2 separate regions of the Callithrix jacchus genome follow, and region 1 is linked to region 2. The links are chromatin contacts, called in public Hi-C maps. All regions are on one chromosome and are shown on one strand. Each heading gives the region's core, a stretch centred on a gene start, on an enhancer-like site or on the middle of the called end of the contact. The rest is flanking DNA. Distances are from core to core; before and after follow the strand shown.

Region 1 (5,142 bases), core at 1,689-4,188, 130 kb before region 2:
ATTTCACAAACACTAAAGGAACACCACAAAAATCTACAGGTGAATAAGTGTGTAAAGATGATCTAAAAAATCCTTCTGAATGGCACTTTCGTAGGTGCAAAGGAATACAATGATGTGCGTCTATGTGCGTGAATTTTGAAGAAAAAAAACAGCTAAAAAATATCCTTGGAGACTACAGTACCTTCATAGAATAGGTACAGATCAAAGTACATGCATAATCAGTGTTACAAGCCTTAAATAGAGGAACTCTGCAAGATTCCTATTTCCCAATTGTTGCAGGTTAACTGAAATTCATTTTACATCTTTCTTATAAAAGCAACGAATTCAAAGCATTTGTTCCGTCTTTCCATATTCACTCTGAAATGAAGCCTACTTAGAAACATGTTCTCCAAGTTCTCTACAAACTCAAAGGGTACATTTAACTCCATTATGCACTCTCACTGGCAGATGGAAGGATGACGTTGAGCCTGTTCTCAGGGAGTTAAAGAGATGCTCCGTAGTAAAGGGGAACATCTTGTGGGCTGTCAGATGGCCAGCCATTCTTCATCTTCATTATTCCAGCAAAGAAAAGGTCCTCGCCCATCAGGATAACACCATTAAACTAACTGTAAGAAGAGAATGAAGGGGATGATGGAAGAAGTCTCCCTGAACTTCTCTGACAAAGGGGCTGGTCCACAACTGAATGAACTGAAGAATCCGGAAAGCTTTTAAATAAAAATCTTGATCTCCAAATGTGTTTAAAAGTGTAAAAAGACAAACACAAAAACACCAAAGCTAATGCACATTTTAAACTTTTGTATAATCAGTTCATGTTCGTAGTTCCTGACTGGAACTCTTTCAACTTCTAACGTTGATTTTCAGGTACATAACTCCACAAAATTGTTTATCTTTTTTCTTCCTCCTAAAATGATAAAGTGAATGCAAACTACAAAGAACATGACCCTGTTCTCACAACCTGAAAATCCAGAGTTTCAGACATTTTGGTCTCACACCAAAACTGGAAGATGTGAGATGAACTGCACTCCATATTGATTCTTACAGCAAATAAGAAAAAGCAGGGGGAAAAAGCTAAGAAGGGTAGGTAAGACAAAACAATTGTTAAACTTCGCTTCTAATCTGAAATCTTGGACCTCGCACACACAAAAATCAAGTTTTTACATCCTATTTAACAGAAAATATTCTGCAAAGGAGAGAAAATTTTGAAAAGGGTGGAAAGTAGAGAAAATAGAGTAAGTACAATGAGGAGAAAGGATTCGAAATTCTTCATTTACCAAGAACAAAAAAAATTAAAACTTAAATTGCATAGAAGCTCTTACTCATAAATGCACTGGCATTTCCCAAATTAAACTGCACGGGAGCAACAATACAGGCCATTTCTATACAGCACCCACTTACGAGCTCTAATTCCAGAACACACACCGATATGACACAGTGTTGCAACCAATGTATTAGGAGGCAAAGAAAATGGTTGGGCTACTGGACGTCTTCGATCAGCTCATTCAAATACCTTTAAAATTAATTAAGGGACAGGGAGAGAGGAAAAAAAAAAAATGGAATAAAGGAGCACCGAGTAGAAAAGATTAAGAGGAACGTGGAAGGCCGGGGCTGCCGAAACTAACCTGTGCCATCGCTGGCCGACGCCGAGAGGGCCGGAGATGAGAGTTTAGGCCGCTTGGCTGAAGGCGGCCCCGGTTCCACCACATTCTCGGCCATTTTTAATTCTTTCGGAGATACAGGCGAGGAAAACCAGAATCCTCAGGAAATCTCTTCGGCCCGGGGTCCCCGCCCCGCACCCAGGGGTGGGCTGGGGGGCTCCGACGGCACCCGAGGGGGTGGGGGAAGTTCCTTTTTCTCTTCGCCGGGTCGCAGTGGCTGGAGAGGGATGCGGACTCGATAGAAAAGGTAGGGGCAAGTGCTAGGGGCCGGGCCTGGGCCCAAGCCCGGAGGAGGGCACAGGAGCACAAATTCACCGAGCGCGTCTGCTGCGGCGAATTCCCGAGAACTCGCGGCTCTAGAGGCGCAGTCCCCGGCCCGCCACGGCCGGCCCCTGCCCAGCCGAGGTCTCTCGGAGCTCCGCCGCCGCCATCAGCCTCTTCCTCCTCGGCGCTGTCCTCCTCCTTCTCATCGCCACAAGGAGGCGGGGGCGAAAAGGGGGGAGAGGAGGAGGCGACGAGAGACACTCACCTCCTCCCGGTGCCCCCTCCCGGGCCTGCGCCCCCACCCTCCGAACCCTCCTCCTGCCGCTGCCGCCGCCGCACCGGCCCCTAATGGCCGCAGAGAGCTCAACCGAGCCGAGAGCCAGGCTGGCGCCGCCGCCTCACATCGCACGGCGGCCGGCGGAGGCGCGGCAAGAACGCCAGGCGCGGAGCTGGCCGGCCCAGAGGACCGAGGGGGCCGGGCCGAGCAGCGCCGCCCGCCCGCGCCGACGCCAAACCCACCGAGGAGGCCCCGCTCCGGCGGCGGCGCAGGCGGCCCCTCCTCGCGCCGCGCTTCTCTCCTTCGCCCTCCTCTCGCGCGGAAAATAAATAAATACGGCCGCCGCTACGGTCCCCTCCGCCGGCGGCCAGGTGCTGGGAGAGCCCGCCCCCCCGGGGCTCCGCTCGGGGCCGACCGCGACGGCGGGCGAAGGCGCCGCGGGGCGCGGGGTTATGTAATGGTCCCCCCTAGGCGTCGACGCCGGCCCCGCTCCCGGGCCGCGGTGGGGGTGTGTGCGGACGGGAGGGGGCTAGGGGTCGCCTCAACCCGTGCGCCCCAGGCCCCCTGCCACTGTCTCGGCCCCAGCCGCCTCTCTCCGTCCCGGATCCCCTCCGCACTCTCTGGCTCCCGCAGTTCGCACTCAGCTCGGCGTCCCGCTTGCCCACTCTCGCCCGCTCCCTCTCGCCTCTCTCCCCCCCAACCTAGCACACAAACAAGATGGCGGCTGTTGTTTCTTCCCTCTGCCGAATCCTCCTTACAGGCTAGCGGTAGCGGCGGCGGCCGGAAATGAGCCAAAGGAGGGGGGTGAAAAAGGGGAGGGGCCGGGCCTCCGAAGGGAGGCGGGGCCTAGGCCCGAGCCGCTCACACAATGGGGGAAGTGGCGCCGGGGGCGGGGCCGGTTCCAATCACGGGATCCGCCCTAGTCCCCAACGCGGTTAGCGCTTCCGCAAACTCCCCCGGCGACACCCTGTGGCTCCCTTTAAAGGGGAGGATTTTTAAGAGGGGAGAGGATTTTAAGGGGGGAGGGGTGGGGGCGGACTCAATCTATTTTCTGTCGGTCGATAGTTACGAGGGAAGGTTCCTGGCTTTGGTCTCTTGTAGGGGACCGGTGGGAACCTGGGCGACTGAGCCCGGGAGCTGCGCCGAGGAAGACGCCAAGTCGCCACTTAGATGGCCAAAGGGGAGCGCCCGTGGGGCGGCCCTGCTTCCTGGCCTTTGAGTGGCGGGTCCCCCAAACCCCGGTCGAATCCATAAGCCAGGGTGTACCCACTGCCGAATACCCAGTGCATCCTCACTTCTCCATTGGCTTCCCAAAGGGAGTAGTTCACATCCAAAAAGCACGTTGATTACGAGTTGTTTTCAATTTCCTCTGAATTTTCCTTTTTTTTTTTTTTTCCACAACGAGCATATATTACTTTGACCAGAAAACAAAAATCACAGCAGTGGGAAGGAAGATGTTTCGGCACCAGACCCAACATTTCTTGCCCTCCACGTGTGTCCGTCCATACGCCCCTACCAGGTAGCACTCTCACCACAGAAGTCTTTCTTTTCTGAACACGCCTGGGACCTGAAGACATTTTTAGGTTTCTTTTTTCTTTTTTTTTTCCGTCTGCTCCCAATAGATCAAATTAATAAAAGACCACGTCAAGCCAGTGCCTTATCTAATGTAATTATGGGAAAAAGCAAAAATGTGGTAAAGGTAAGGATGGAAAAAAGCAAAAATGTAACGGGGGGAAAGTCCAGTGTGTGGGACCCAGCAGTTTTGCAGCTGAGGTCGGAGACATGCTTTCGGGTTTCTACACATTACCCTGTGTTTTGACCTTGTGTAAATTGTTACTGGAGAAGGTGGTATGGGTGTAAGTGACCCCCAAAGAAACTCACAAACTATTATCTATTGATATGGTTTAAAGCTTTTTCTCAAGCTGGGCTCAGTGGCTCACACCTGTAATCCCAGGAACTTTAGGAGTCCAAGACAGGTGGATCACGAGGTTGGGATTTGAAGACCAGCCTGGGCAAGATGATGAAAAGCCACCTCTACTAAAATACAAAAATTAGCCTGGTGTGGTGGCACGCACCTGTAATACCAGCTACTCAGAGGCTGAGGCAGGAGAATCGCTTGAACCCAGATGGCAGAGGTTGCAGTGAGTTGAGATCCTGTCACTGCCACACACTCCAGCCTGAGCGACAGAGCAAGACTCCCTCTCAAAAAAAAAAAAAAAAAAAAGTTCGCGATGGCTCACGCCTGCAATCCCACCCCTTGGAAGGCTGAGGCGGGTGGATCGCCTGAGGAGGGGGAGTTCGAGACCAGCCTGGCCAACATGGTGAAAACCCGTTTCTACTAAAAATACCAAAATTAGGCGGTATGGTGGTACACACCTGTAATCACAGCTACTTGGGAGGCTGAGGCAGGAGAATCGCTTGAACCCGGGAGGCAGAGGTTGCAGTGAGACGAGATTGCACCATTGCACTCCAGCCTGGGCAACAAGAGCGAGACTCTGTTCCAAAGGAAAAAAAAAAAAGCTTTTTCTTTTATTTTATATCTCATGTTCTGTAGTTTGTATTTGCGAATTGTTGGATTTTCTTTGGTTTCTGTTATTGTTTCTGTTTGTTTTGTTCTTTTTTTTTTCTTTTCTCTGTTTTCTAAATAAATGGTGGGATGAATAATAAAAATAAAATAAGAAAAAAGAAGTGATGGGATGAATAAGTAAGAACCTAAGAGTGAAGATCCTAATGGAGCAAGTCAAGTTGCTGACAGGGATGGATTCTGTCCTGTGATGTTCAGGCCTAGATCACCCAAACTGCAGTAGAAAAGCAGGCAAATTGAAAAAGACAGAACTTTTTATCTTAAAGTTGTTACAGGAAGAATTCAATGTGTGGGAGTAAGATCAAGATTGGCCTTCAGAGATAATTTTATTATTTTTATTTTTTTATTTTCTTTTGTTCCAA
Region 2 (5,902 bases), core at 2,572-5,071:
GATGAAGTTGGAAAGGCAGGCGAGTGATCTGAAATATAAGTTCCTATAATTCCAATTCTAGAAACTTGAAGTTTCTTTCCTTCATTTCTAGCCTCAGTAACAAATCATTTTAGTTCCTGGATGAAAAAGTAACCTCAACTGTTCCTGGTATGATCAACATTCTTGTCCCTACTACTATAAGGACAGGAAATCAATCCATCAAAGTCTATAATCGAATCACTACGTGCTGACCCATTACATGTAATAAAATATGTAAAGATTTAAATAAAATTTCTTTAGTGCAATTAATTACCTATTTAGATGTTGAAAATGATGTCTTTTTTTTTTTTTTAACTATGTTTAGGGCTAACATACAAAATCCTTATACCTTAGGCTTCTTTCCTTTGTAAACAATGACCAGCAAAAATTACCTCAGATAGAATTTTTTTTTTTTTTTTTTTGGGAGACAGAGTTGCTGAGGGAGGCCGAGGCGGTAGATCAGTTTGTAGTGCAGTGGTGTGATCTCAGTTCACTGTAACCTTCACTTCCCAGGTTCAAGCTATTTTCCTGCTTCAGCCTCTCAAGTAGCTGGGATTACAGACATGCACCATCACGACCAGCTAATTTTTGTATTTTTCGTAGAGACGGGGTTTCACCATTTGGCCAGGCTAGTCTTGAACTCCTGGCCTCAAATAAGCTGCCTGCCTCTGCCTCCTAAAGTGCTGGGTTTACAGGCATGCACCACCATGCCTGGCTAATCTTTGTGTTTTCAATAAAGTTGGGGTTTCACCATGTTGGCCAGTCCGGTCAACTCCTGGCCTCACATGATCTACCCACCTTGGCCTCCCAAAGTGAGCCAATGTGCCTGGCCTCAGACAGAACATTTTAGCTCAAAGTTTATTTTCCTCTGTTCACTATTTCTACCTTCGAGTCTAGGTACAAGAGGGGAGATACCCAGGAAGAGTCAATAGTGCCTGTTGTCCACAATTCATTCTAAATGTGTCCCTGCCATCTTTAGATTGAGTAGATTTATTCTGAGAGCTGGGTATGCTTCCAGGACATCATAAAAAAACTACTCTATTTCCAACACATCAACAGATTAGATACAGAAGACCGAGTGCTCAGCATAGGCTTCTATCTCCTTGTGAAGAAGAAAATTGGTCACATCAAGATAGCCACAATCTCTGTAACCTTCTCAACTTTCTCCCATCCTCCTCCAATTACTTACAAAGATCCATAATGTGGTTCCTGCAGATGGCACAGTTATCAACCACAATATCCCAGGCCCAGAGGGCTACTGCATTCCACTGCAAAGACAAAAAGAGGGAACAATGCATTCTCCTTGTAACACACACTCTTTACGACTTCATGCTGCAGCTGCAGTTACCACCTCTTCGGCCATGGGGAACCACCAAACACAAGTTTCTGGATATTACATTATTCTTATTATATCAAAGGACAACGGTAGACTACACGTATGTTCTCCCATTCTCCAAAAGGCTGCGTATGTCAACACAGAAATTAATGAGTCATCTTTTGTTTCTTATAGTTTAAAATACTTTGGCCAGGAGCACGCCTATAATCCTAGCACTTTGGGAGGCTGAGGCGGGTGGATCACAAGGTCAAGAGATCGAGACCATCCTGGTCAACGAGGTGAAACCCTGTCTCTACTAAAAATACAAAAATTAGCTGGGCACGGTAGTGCGCACCTGATGTCCCAGCTACTCGGGAGGCTGAGGCAGAATTGCTTGAACCCAGAAGGCGGAGGTTGCAGTGAGCCGAGATCGTGCCATTGCACTCCAAGCTGGGTAACAACAGCACAACTCCATCTCAAAATAAAATAAAATAAAACAATTTAGTTAGTGGCCAGGCACAGTGGCTTGTACCTATAATCCTAGCACTTTGGGAGGCCGAGGCGAGGGGATCACCTGAGGTCAGGAATTTGAGACAAGCCTGGCCAACATGGCAAAACCTCATCTCTAGTAAAAATACAAAACTTAGCTGGGCATGGTGGCAGTTGACTATAATCCCAGCTACTCGGCAGGCCGAGGCAGAACTGCTTGAACCTCGGGGGCAGAGGTTGCAATGAGCTGACATTGGTGCCACTTTACTCCAGCCTGGGCAAAAGGGTGACTCTGCCTCAAAAAAATGAAATAAAATAATTGTCAGCCGTATCAATGTAAACAAATTAGGAACAATTTTTAACTGCCCGTTGTAGGCTTAATAAACACAAACTTGAATTACTGTGCAGGTTTTTGTGGCAGTTGCAGAAGAGCTCAAAATCTGAGTGAGTATCTGCTCTTCCAGGAAGCTCCGGAAGCATGAGCAGTGAGGTGAAAGCTAGGGAACAGAATGAACTAAGATGATCATGGGACCATAAAATGGATAATCATGGGATAAGCTGGATAATTAAGTACCCGTGTCAGTACACAGACCAAGGTCATCACTTAAATCTTAGAAGATTACTTTATAACAAATTCTAGAATTCACTAGAATTTTGTTTGATTCTTACCATAAAATAAACAGATGTTCCCAACTTTTATGTCTTGTATTGAGATAATTCCAGTAAGAGTTTAACTAAAAGTGGCATTTCAGTTATTCCACTCTGGCTTCCTCAGTTACGAATACTGCCAAACCTTCATCACTTTCAGACCCCATTCTCAGTGCCTTATAACTTCTTTCCCACTTTTCACATCACAGTTTCAACTTGGAGGAAAAGCCCCTCTTCTATTATTCTTCAATATGGCTGCTGGCTGTAACTGAGCAGCAGTGGCCACAATGAGACACCAAAAAGCACTAGGAGGGGGGATATGTCAGTGTTTAACCAGATGTTCCAGGAATATCTTCCCTATTTCAGAATCTCCATTTTGAACAGCTTTCATGTTAGGTGGGAATCGACACTGTCCCCCAAACTGTGGCAAACCACTAAAAGGCATTTCATATAAAAAGACACGTTCCATTTTTGCTTTTCCACTCTTACCAAGTCATTCACGACTAGTACTCAACCCTCCCTAAATGCCACAGGATTTGGGCTCGGATTTTCTTAACAAATGCCACCATGCTTTTTATTTTTATTTTGGAAGGGGGAGATTCTGGACGTGACAGAGAACCCAGGACTGAGATGGTTATGTGAAAAGACAACAGACGTCTCAGAAGAGCCAAGCACTACACTCCAGACTCTTTAGACGGTGTGAGGCCCAGAGATGGGGTTAATGGAGGCCTCGGTTCGGCGAGCACCAAGTCTGGATTCCTCAAAGTGAGAGGACCCCAAGCTTCAAAAAGGGGCGGGGCAAGATCACCAGCGGGGTCCCTCAGAGGCCTCCAATGCAGTACGACCTCAGATTGTTCCCAGCTTTCGCCGCACTGCCCCATCCTCCACCGCCGCAGTCACTCCGACTCCCCATTTCACCCACCCTACCCCACCCTGTCCTTCCCCCACCTCGACCACTCCAGTGACAGCTCAAGCGCTTGGCTCCTGCCGCCAAATCGCAACCCCGCGTATCTCAATAAGCAGCTCCGTGATTGGCCCCTCAGCCTCACAGCGAAACCAACACGTCCCTGACAGTGGGCCACCGTCACGCCGATCAACTCTAAGACCCGCCCCCCGGCTTCCTTTCGTGGTACCCGGTCCCAGGAACGCCCTGAAATGAAACCCTTTACTCCGCGCCTCGACCATCCTGGGGCCTGCCAGCCAGATCCGCGCCTCTCTAGCTTCCCTGAGGAAGGTGCTGGCGAGACCCAACCTTTTTCACTTCAAAGCGCTTCTTGCCCGCGCCGCTGTTGGTGCCGCTCGGGGTATCCACATCCATCGCTGCCGCCATTTTGGAAATACAAGATCTGTCGTCCGACCACCGCGCCTGCGCAACTGTGCACGCCTCACTCCCCCGCCTCCCGGCACCTCCTCCCACACCCCACCCCTTATTGGCGCGCGAGAGGCAGGTGGGGGCGGAGCACGTCACCACGCCTCTTAAAGGGGCTGGCGCAGATTGCCCCACCCGCGTCGTGTCGGCCGGTGGGGGCGGTGGCGGGAGTGGCTGGGGCGGGGCCGAGGCTACGTGAGCTAGCCTGGTGGAAATGTTCGAAAGGGTTTGCTCTCGCCGCCTCTTCTGGGAAGCCCCCGACCACACTCCGTCAGCTGGGGCGGCGGCTGTTTCCTCCGCATGAGCACGACCTGCGCCGCAGCCCTACCCGGCTTGTCGGGCTCTCCGGGTCGCCGCGCAGCTCCCAGTGCGGGCTGGGGAAGGCGCGGGGGTGGGTACCCGCCGCCTACCCCAGAACCCGAGAGCCCTCGCTGGTCTTTCGCAGACTCTGACCCGCCTCGTAGCCAGGCCCGAGGTGCAGTCCTCCTGAGAGGGCTGGAGCGCAGGCACCGTCTGGTCTCCGATTTCTGTTTGGGAACTGCTCGGGGATTCGATGGGAAGAAGGGAGACCTCAGAAGGCCCTCCTCAAGGCCAGACTGAGCAGGCCCCCAGCCCTGCCCTCACCCGCCCGCGAAGCCTGGGGGGTGGCCTCTGCGCCCGCCTAGTCGCAGTCCTAGGACCGCCTTTGGTTGGGGTGCCCGGCTTCACTATAGCGTGTCAGTCCCCACTCCCCCTTCCTCAGTTGTCATCTGCGTGGGGTGATTTCTTCCCGGTCCGTGTCCTCTGTCTGCTGCTTGAGCTATAATGAAACCAACCCACTTGAAGTCACTGTATTTCTTGAATTTTGTGAGGCATTCTGATCTTTTTTTTTTTTTAATGGAGACAATGTCTCACTATGTTGCCCTGGCTGGCCTCGAACTCTTGGTCTCAGGCGATCCTCACACTTCGGCCTCCCACAGTGAGTACTCACAGGAGTACGCCACCACGCCCGGCACAAGCACCTGTACTTCGTGTCACTCTCCCATTTCTGCCTAGACCAGGACTCCCTTTGACATCTCTAACCTTGCAGAGGTGTGACTGCCAGATCACTCTTAGAGGCATGGTGGCACATGCCTGTAATCTCAGCACTTTGGGAGGCTGAGGCGGGTGGATGGATCACATGAGGTCAGGAGTTCGAGACCAGCCTGGCCAACATGGCAAAACCCCATCTCTACAAAAAATAGAAAAATTAGCCAGGTGTGGTGGCATGCGCCTGTAGTGCCAGCTACTCAGGAGGCTGAGGCAGGAGAATCGCTTGAACTCGGGAGGCAGAGGTTGCAGTGAGCCGAGGTAGTGCCAGTGCACTCCAGCCTGGTGAGAGAGCGAGACTCCATCTCAAAATAATAATAATAATAACAGTGAAAGAATTGCGATTTGTTTCCCTTTTAGTCATAAACAGGAACAGCAGATCCTGGAAAACACCACCACAGCTTTAACCAGACTTGAAAAATTGTTTGAGACCTTAAAGAGCTATAGGAAGCCTACAGAGTTTTTCTTAGCCCAAGTTTTAATGATTTTATGTGAAAATATCTGTCATTAATGTATTGTGTGCCTACAGGTCCTGATGGGAATACCAGAAACACATTGTAAATTAAGGCATTGAAGACATATTTATCCATCATTCAATAAAAGTATTGATATGTGCCAGGTTCTATTTGAAACAGGAGAGCCATAGTAAGAGTCAGATAAACCCCTAGTTAGGGAACAATACACAAGTCAACACATAAATACATCAAGAAGTCTCAGAGCCGGGCAAGCTGGCTCATGCCTCTAATCCCAGCACTTTGGGAGGCCAAGGCAAGCAGATCACCTGATGTCAGGAGTTCCACACCAGCCTGGCCAACATGGTGAAACCTCGTCTCTACTAAAAATACAAAACCAAAAATTAGCCGGGCATGCATGGTGGCGAATGCCTGTAGTCCCAGCTACTTGGAACACTGAGGAAGGGGAATCTCTTGAACCCGGGAGGTGAAGGTTGCCATGAGCTTAGATTGTTCCACTGCACTCTAGCCTAGGTGACAAGA

Evidence for each region. Hi-C and Micro-C count contacts between places; a contact is called where the count stands out from the background.
Region 1: a Hi-C map of skeletal muscle shows a contact between it and region 2, with 5 times the contacts expected there. The contact joins the promoter of EP300 here to the promoter of RBX1 in region 2. A contact is called at or near these places in 3 of 3 Hi-C or Micro-C datasets (induced pluripotent stem cells and skeletal muscle).

The regions. Positions count from the first base shown.
Region 1 is chr1:191,897,450-191,902,591 of calJac240_pri, reverse strand. It overlaps EP300 (EP300 lysine acetyltransferase), which reads right to left and starts at 2,938. Exons shown (of 30, transcript XM_078334916.1): 1 at 1,620-2,938. The coding sequence starts at 1,713.
Region 2 is chr1:191,767,304-191,773,205 of calJac240_pri, reverse strand. It overlaps RBX1 (ring-box 1), which reads right to left and starts at 3,821. Exons shown (of 5, transcript XM_002743801.6): 1 at 3,723-3,821; 2 at 1,208-1,286. The coding sequence starts at 3,800.